Linked DNA regions of Mus musculus: region 2 is linked to region 1. Evidence: chromatin contacts called from public HiChIP or PLAC-seq data. All regions are on one chromosome and are shown on one strand. Each heading gives the region's core, a stretch centred on a gene start, on an enhancer-like site or on the middle of the called end of the contact. The rest is flanking DNA. Distances are from core to core; before and after follow the strand shown. Region 1 holds the start of Zfp414 (zinc finger protein 414). Region 2 holds the start of Bag6 (BCL2-associated athanogene 6).

Region 1 (3,455 bases), core at 367-2,866:
GGAGGAAGAGGCCTGGAGGATTATTCCCCACTGCAACCACCAGCCTCCATATGCACAAGCCACAAAGTGAACATGTACCCACAAATGTGAGTATGCACCTGCAAACAAATACCCCACAAACATGTGTGCATATATACATGCAACCACATACACAAAAATGGAAAAACAAACATTCATCAATGACTACTTCAGAAACCATGGTTTCTCTCTCTTCCACCTCTTGAAAGTCCTACAGGAGCCAGGCGTGGTGGCGCACGCCTTTAATCCCAGCACTCGGGAGGCAGAGGCAGGCAGATTTCTGAGTTCGAGGCCAGCCTGATCTACAGAGTGAGTTCCAGCCAGGGCTACACAGAGAAACCCTGTCTCGAAAAAACAAAACAAAAGAAAGAAAGAAAGAAAGAAAGAAAGAAAGAAAGAAAGAAAGAAAGAAAGGAAGGAAGAAAGGAAGCCCTACAGGACTCACCCAAGTTCTCTTTCTGACCTCCATACCAACATCTTTATTCTGTTTCAATAGTGCAGAGGTCTCGCCCTTGCTTACGAAAGGGGAGCTTGCTCTTTGCCAGCTCAGGACATCTGCGCCAGCTTGCTGTAGTGCTCTGCTTCTGTAGGCATCAAGGCACAGCTCAAGTCACCCCCTTAGACAGGCTTCCCTGACTCCTCATTTCACATCAGTTTTGTTTGTTTTCTTATCTCCTAGGATAGATCCAAGATCATTTTTCTGCTGTTGTTGATTTATTGTCTCTCCATTTTCTTGGTTGACTAGAGACTCCCAAGAGCAGTACTAAGTTCCTGGCACATAGGATGCACTTAAGGAAAGTAGGGTGGGCAGGCGACCTCTCAGTAGTAGTGCACTTGGGATTCATTTTCACACCTCTCGACCTGTGGAATTTGCTTGTTCCTGAAGATCCATTAGTTAGAGTGTTTCTCACATTGGGCTATTACAACAGATTCGTACTTGCTGCACACTGGATGTGCTGAAAATTTTATGGTGCTTGCTAGGAAGATGGGTCTGTGCAGACACAAGGGACCAGGGTTCAAACCCACAATCATGTAAATGAGAAAGAGTTTGGATCTCTAGCCCTCCCTGTGAGGCATAGCAGCTTCCTGTAATCAGGGCCCTTTGGAGGTGGACACAGGAATCTTCTGACAAGTAAGTTAGCTAGCTAGGTGGGAACTGGTGAGCTCCAACTTCAGTGAGAGATGTTGCCTCAGTGAATGAAGTGGAGAGCAATGAAGGAAGACAATGTCTACCTTGGACCTCCGCTCTTACCTGCTCACATCTGTGCATATACATATTCATTTGTACGTGTATGTGTACAGAGCTAAGGATGTGGCTTGCTTTGTAGAGAGTTTGCCTAGCATATATGAAAACTCTGGGTTTGATACTCAGTACCACCTAAAACCTGGTGTATTGGCATCTAAGTTCAAGGTCAACTTCTGTGTAAGGCCAACCTGGGCTATAAAAGTGGGGAGGGGAAGAGCTTTTGTCAGTTTTCTCTGAAATTTAAGACCAATCAAAAGCAGACCTTCTCTGTTTCTGTATAAGAGCTGCAGTGTAGTCTCAGGCCCCTCCTTCTAGAGAAGCGCCCAGAATTAGGCCACACCCCATGTCTCGCGAGATCTGAGAAGCGGGAAAATGGCGCCGATGTGAGCGAGAGACCGTGTCGCCGAGGAAGACGCCCCTGCTGGAGCCAGAGCCTCCGAAGGCACGGGAACCAGAGGTGTAACTGAGTAGAGGATGGTGAGCGCAGCACCCCGCACGCGGACGCGGAAGAGCAGCGGGACTGACAGGGAACGGTCCTGCCGCGCGCCCCCCTCCAGCTGACCCCGCCCCCACATCCGGGTCCCCGCCCGCCTCTGACTGTCACTTAGCTTTCGTCCAGCCCTGAAGGCCGGGCCACACCCACTCTCCTAGAGTTCAGTCCCTAAATTTAACACGTATTGGCTCAGAGCGTCTATCTGCTCAGCTCTAGCTTAGCCAGTATTCCCCATCATCACACGATCCACTGTAGGCCCTCCAGCATTTCCTAGTTGCTCCTCTAGGCCACACCTCCGCCCCTAGTGCCTCTCCTGCCAAAATTGAGGAAGGGATGTTAATGCTGCTTTTTTATGCATAATCCCTGATAACTCCTGCAATTGGAATTAGGAGACAGTAGCTCGGTCTGCCCTTATCTCCCGTATCTTGCTGGTGACTCAGAAAGTGGAATGACTGGGTAATATCTGGTGAGTGTTGAAGGAGTCTGTCTTGTGGACCTTTGTAGTAGAAGGGCATCTGTCTGACCTAGGGATCCCAGCCTGATTTTAGCCACTTCTTGCACCAGGAGGAACCATCCAGGCCCAGCTCGGACACGCTGACCACTGTAGAATCCAGCTCCGGTGAGCCAGACAAGGAGGTGGCATCTCCAGATGGGGCAGCTCCAGCCACTTTTTCCTCCGTGGAGGAGCCCAGCCCTAACCCAACAGCCATGCCACCAGTGTGGGACCATGGAGGACCTCTGCAGCAAGTTGCCTATCCAGCCTCAGACAGTTGCCAGACTGGCTCAACCAACACAGGCGTGGGGACCAATGAGGACCTTCGGTTGCCCAGACGCCGTCCACCGCCAGGTTATCTGTGGACCTTTCTGGGGAGTCACATGCCTTTGATAGGGCTGAGATGGTGCAAGACAAGGAATCACCTTTTATCCCATTGCGGGGGTGGGGGGGTGGGGTGGGGGGTGGTCTTCACCATTTACTGAGCACCTTGTCAATATGTCAGGTGTGGCTCCAGAGATGAACTAAACCAATCCAGCCCTTCCGGGCAGTTTATTCTGACAGTGGCTGGGTGGGGAGTAATCAAGGCTTTTGGGTAGGTCAGTAAGGAAGAGAGTAATGACACCCATTCGTTCCTGCAGGGAAACAAATACCCTGCTCTAGCCCCGGCTGCTGCCTCAGTTTCCCCAGTGTTCGTGATCTAGCACAGCATCTCCGTACCCACTGCCCACCCACACAGTCACTGGAAGGTAAGATGAGGGTTGCTGATAGTGAAGCAGATAGGCAGAGCCCCCCCCCCCAGAGTTAGTCTTAACCACCCCACTCCACATCTGCACTTTATCCCTACCAGGCAAACTCTTCCGATGCTCCGCGCTGAGCTGCACTGAGAGTTTCCCCAGCATGCAGGAGCTGGTAGCCCACGGCAAGCTGCATTACAAGCCCAACCGCTACTTCAAGTGAGAGCCTGACCATCCCCCTCTTTCAATTCCCAGATCTTTAGTGCTTCTTAGTGTGTGTGGAGGAAGGGTGGGTTGAAGTATGAGTGTGGCCTGGGAAACCAGCTCCAACCATGCATGGAAAACAGATGGGAATTAAGTCATTCTGGCTACGGGCTCAGTTTGGAGGTGCAGGGTATACATGCCGTGGTTCCGTCCAGTTCTACCTCATGTCTTATGTGGAAAACTGGCACTTAAGTAAAACCAAAC
Region 2 (3,180 bases), core at 655-3,154, 1.5 Mb after region 1:
CTGCCTCTGCCTCCCACATGCTGGGATTAAAGGCATGCGCCACCACCGCCCGGCAGAAATTTTTATAATAAAATACTAAATGTGGGACTGGGGAAGTGGCTCAGCAGTGAGGGTACTTGGCAGATGGCAACCCAAGCTGAAGATCCCCTGGTCCCCACACAGTGAGAGGACACCACATTTCCCTCGGATCTCCACATTTGCACTGTGCTGTTGCAGACGCAGGCCATACACCCCTCCTCCATCCCCGAAAAGTATTTTTAAAAATATTTAACTTCTATTATCCCAGCATCTGGGATGCAGAGGCAGGTGGGTTTCTGTGAGTTACAGGACATCCAGACTTACATAGTGAAATCCTATCTTGGAAAAAAAAAATTCAAAACGTAAATATAGTCTATTAGAGTGACACACAACCCTGCACTGGGTGGTGGTGGGGGGAACATTGTCCTTATGAGTTCCAGGCAATTCAGGGTAACAGTGAGACAGCATGTAAAAGTCTCATCATACAATGCTTACTGGAAGTCTCATCAGTACTGGCATCTAAGAATAAGTGGGGAAGAATGCAGAGAGAGAAAAACTTAACCGTTCAACTCCCTTGGCGGTGGGCCTTTCAATCCCCTTTCTTTTTCTTCCTTCTTTTCTTTTCTATTTTATTTTATTTTATTTTATTTATTTTATTTTATTTGTTTGTTTTTGAGACAGGGTTTCTCTGTGTAGCCCTGGCTGTCCTTGAACTCACTTTGTAGACCAGGCTGGCCTCGAACTCAGAAATCCGCCTGCCTCTGCCTCCCAAGTGCTGGGATTAAAGGTGTGCACCACCACGCCCGGCTTTTCTTTTCCTTTTTTAAAGATTTATTTATTTTATGTATGTGAGTACACTGTCGCTGTCTTCAGACACACCAGAAGAGGGTGTCAGATCTCATTACGGATGGTTGTGAGCCACCATGTAGTTGCTGGGAATTGAACTCAGGACCTCTGGAAGAGCAGACAGTGCTCTTCATCTCTTGAGCCATCTCTCCATTCCCTTGGTCCCTTCTTAAAGTCTTGTCCTTTAATCTGATCCGCAAGGCACCCGTTCTCTTTTCTTTCTTTTTTTCTACAAAGCTCTTAAAAAGCAGCAGAAATGTCTCAAAACCAAAAAATGCAATAGAATTTTTTTTTATCCTTAAACATGGCACTCCCTCGGAGATCTCAATAAACAGGATGCTCAAAGTCTGCAAAGAGCCCAACCGGCCTAATCCCGCCAGGAACTAGAGTCGGGCACAAGCAAACACAGCCCGCGGAACGCCACCAGCCGTCCACGAAAAAGAGTGGCTTCCGGAAGAACAGAAATGATGGGAGGACCAGAGGTCTTGCAGAGTTTTAGGTAGTTAGAATTGTGCCTGTAAACGTCTCTGACCATCAAGATGGGACGTTGATTAACGAGGTGCACTCCACACAAGTCTCACAATTTTTCTCGAGGAAATTACAGCATCTCACTCAGTCATTTTTCTTTAGGCGTTTCCAGTAGCCACCCCGGTCCGGTTGCACTCTGGCGCGCGCAGGGAAGAAACGCACATAGCCGGAGGGGGGCGGGGAAGTACTTAGAGTGTGCGCACGCGTGGCGCCGCTCACGCAGGCGCAGTGCGGTCCCCCGGGCGACGACGGCGGCGGCGGCGGCTCCTCCGGGTGGTCGGCTCCCTCCCATCTCGGCCGGCCCGGGCCCGTCTCGCCCCCCAGAAACTCACTGTTCGGGGCTGTGGACTTTCTCATCGTGCCCCACGAAAGTAAATCGGGGGAGACTGGGGGAGCCGGAAGTACCGCCTCGAGATCCCCCCAAATACGATCGGGGAAACGGAAGTGGCCCTTGGTGCCAGGTTGGGGGAGACCGGAAGTGACGGTACCGTGGGGACGTCGGGGGCGGAGCCACAGGGTGGTGGGCTGTGTATGTGTGTTTGTATGTGTTTGGTCGCGTGTTGGTTAAGTCGTGTTGCTGGAATACCGAGGAGAGGCGGAGGCGGAAGGCGGGGGCGGTCAGCGAGCCCGTCCAGCCTCCCGTGAGTGTCCGCGGTCTTGGGTCGGTGGTGATTTAGGCGGGTTCGATTGTGGTGCTGCGCGTGCGCGAAGCCACTTTTCTCTGCCGAGTCTAGCGCGACCCTCCCCCCACCCCTCGCGTTGTCCTAGGATTTCCCGATCTCTCGGGCGCTTGCTCGGTCGCGACCGGTGATGACACTGGCCTCTGGTCGGTCTCGTGCTTGCTTCCCTGATTCCTAGCCCAACTGGCTCTCCCTATTGTGATTGGCATGGTGGAGCCCCTCCCACCTCTCGTCCTTCATCTCCCTATGCCGTCGATCTCCTACCCTTTGTGTTTCTGTTCCTGTGCCCCCGAATCAAAAAGGGGGGATGAGAAGGAGGATGAATATATCTGCTTGTGTATGAGAAACTTTGAAGGGATTGGGGCGGAGATTGGGTCCAGAGAGGCTTCCGGGTGTATAAAATACAGTGCGACCGACAGCGAACCCCCCCCCCTCGTTCTTCTTTAGAGAGCTGTCGGCCATGGAGCCGAGTGATAGTGCCAGTACCGCTATGGAGGAGCCTGACAGCCTGGAGGTACTGGTGAAGACCCTGGACTCTCAGACTCGGACTTTTATTGTGGGGGCCCAGGTGAGACACCAGTACTTTGTAGAAGGATGCGCCTGATTTTCTTGTCATTGACTCTTTTGTCCCTTACTGGATAGGACATCTGATGTACCTATTGAGTGAGGGGATGTGGTTACTGTTGAGTGAGGCCGATTTGGAGTCTGTCTTCACTTTGACAGAACTCAGTGAAGAGGAAAGTAGAGAGGAGGGATCTATACCTGTTCTGTGCAGACCCCAGCCCAAAGAGACAGACATGACTCTGGCCTTTGGGACCAGACACAACACAGGGGGCACCTTGGACAAGAATGGTGTGTCACAGGGACCTCAGACAAGTTTGGTGTGGGTTTTTTTTTTTTTTTTTTAAACAGAGTGTTCACAGCTTGGTACTATTTTTATAAGATTAAGGAAACCTGCTTTCATCCACTGTGAAGTAGACTTGTCAATAGCTGAGGCATGGTTTGAGCCTCCTGACCTTAGTGCACTGTGGCCACTGCATAATTCTTTGAGACAACCACCATGAGGAGGTCATTTTTGTGGTTTTTAAAGCAGATATTTAAAAAGCCA

The links. HiChIP or PLAC-seq counts read pairs in DNA pulled down with a chosen protein or histone mark.
Region 2: a contact with region 1 is called in a FOXA1 HiChIP or PLAC-seq map of pancreatic cancer cells. The contact joins the promoter of Bag6 here to the promoter of Zfp414 in region 1. A contact is called at or near these places in 1 of 39 promoter capture datasets (neutrophils) and 1 of 115 datasets of contacts at active chromatin or transcription factors (pancreatic cancer cells).

What each region holds. Positions count from the first base shown.
Region 1 is chr17:33,627,476-33,630,930 of GRCm38.p6, forward strand. Zfp414 (zinc finger protein 414) reads left to right here and starts at 1,617. Exons shown (of 6, transcript NM_026712.3): 1 at 1,617-1,741; 2 at 2,322-2,604; 3 at 2,892-2,999; 4 at 3,101-3,206. The coding sequence starts at 1,739.
Region 2 is chr17:35,133,596-35,136,775 of GRCm38.p6, forward strand. Bag6 (BCL2-associated athanogene 6) reads left to right here and starts at 1,905. Exons shown (of 26, transcript NM_001372261.1): 1 at 1,905-2,033; 2 at 2,520-2,640. The coding sequence starts at 2,533.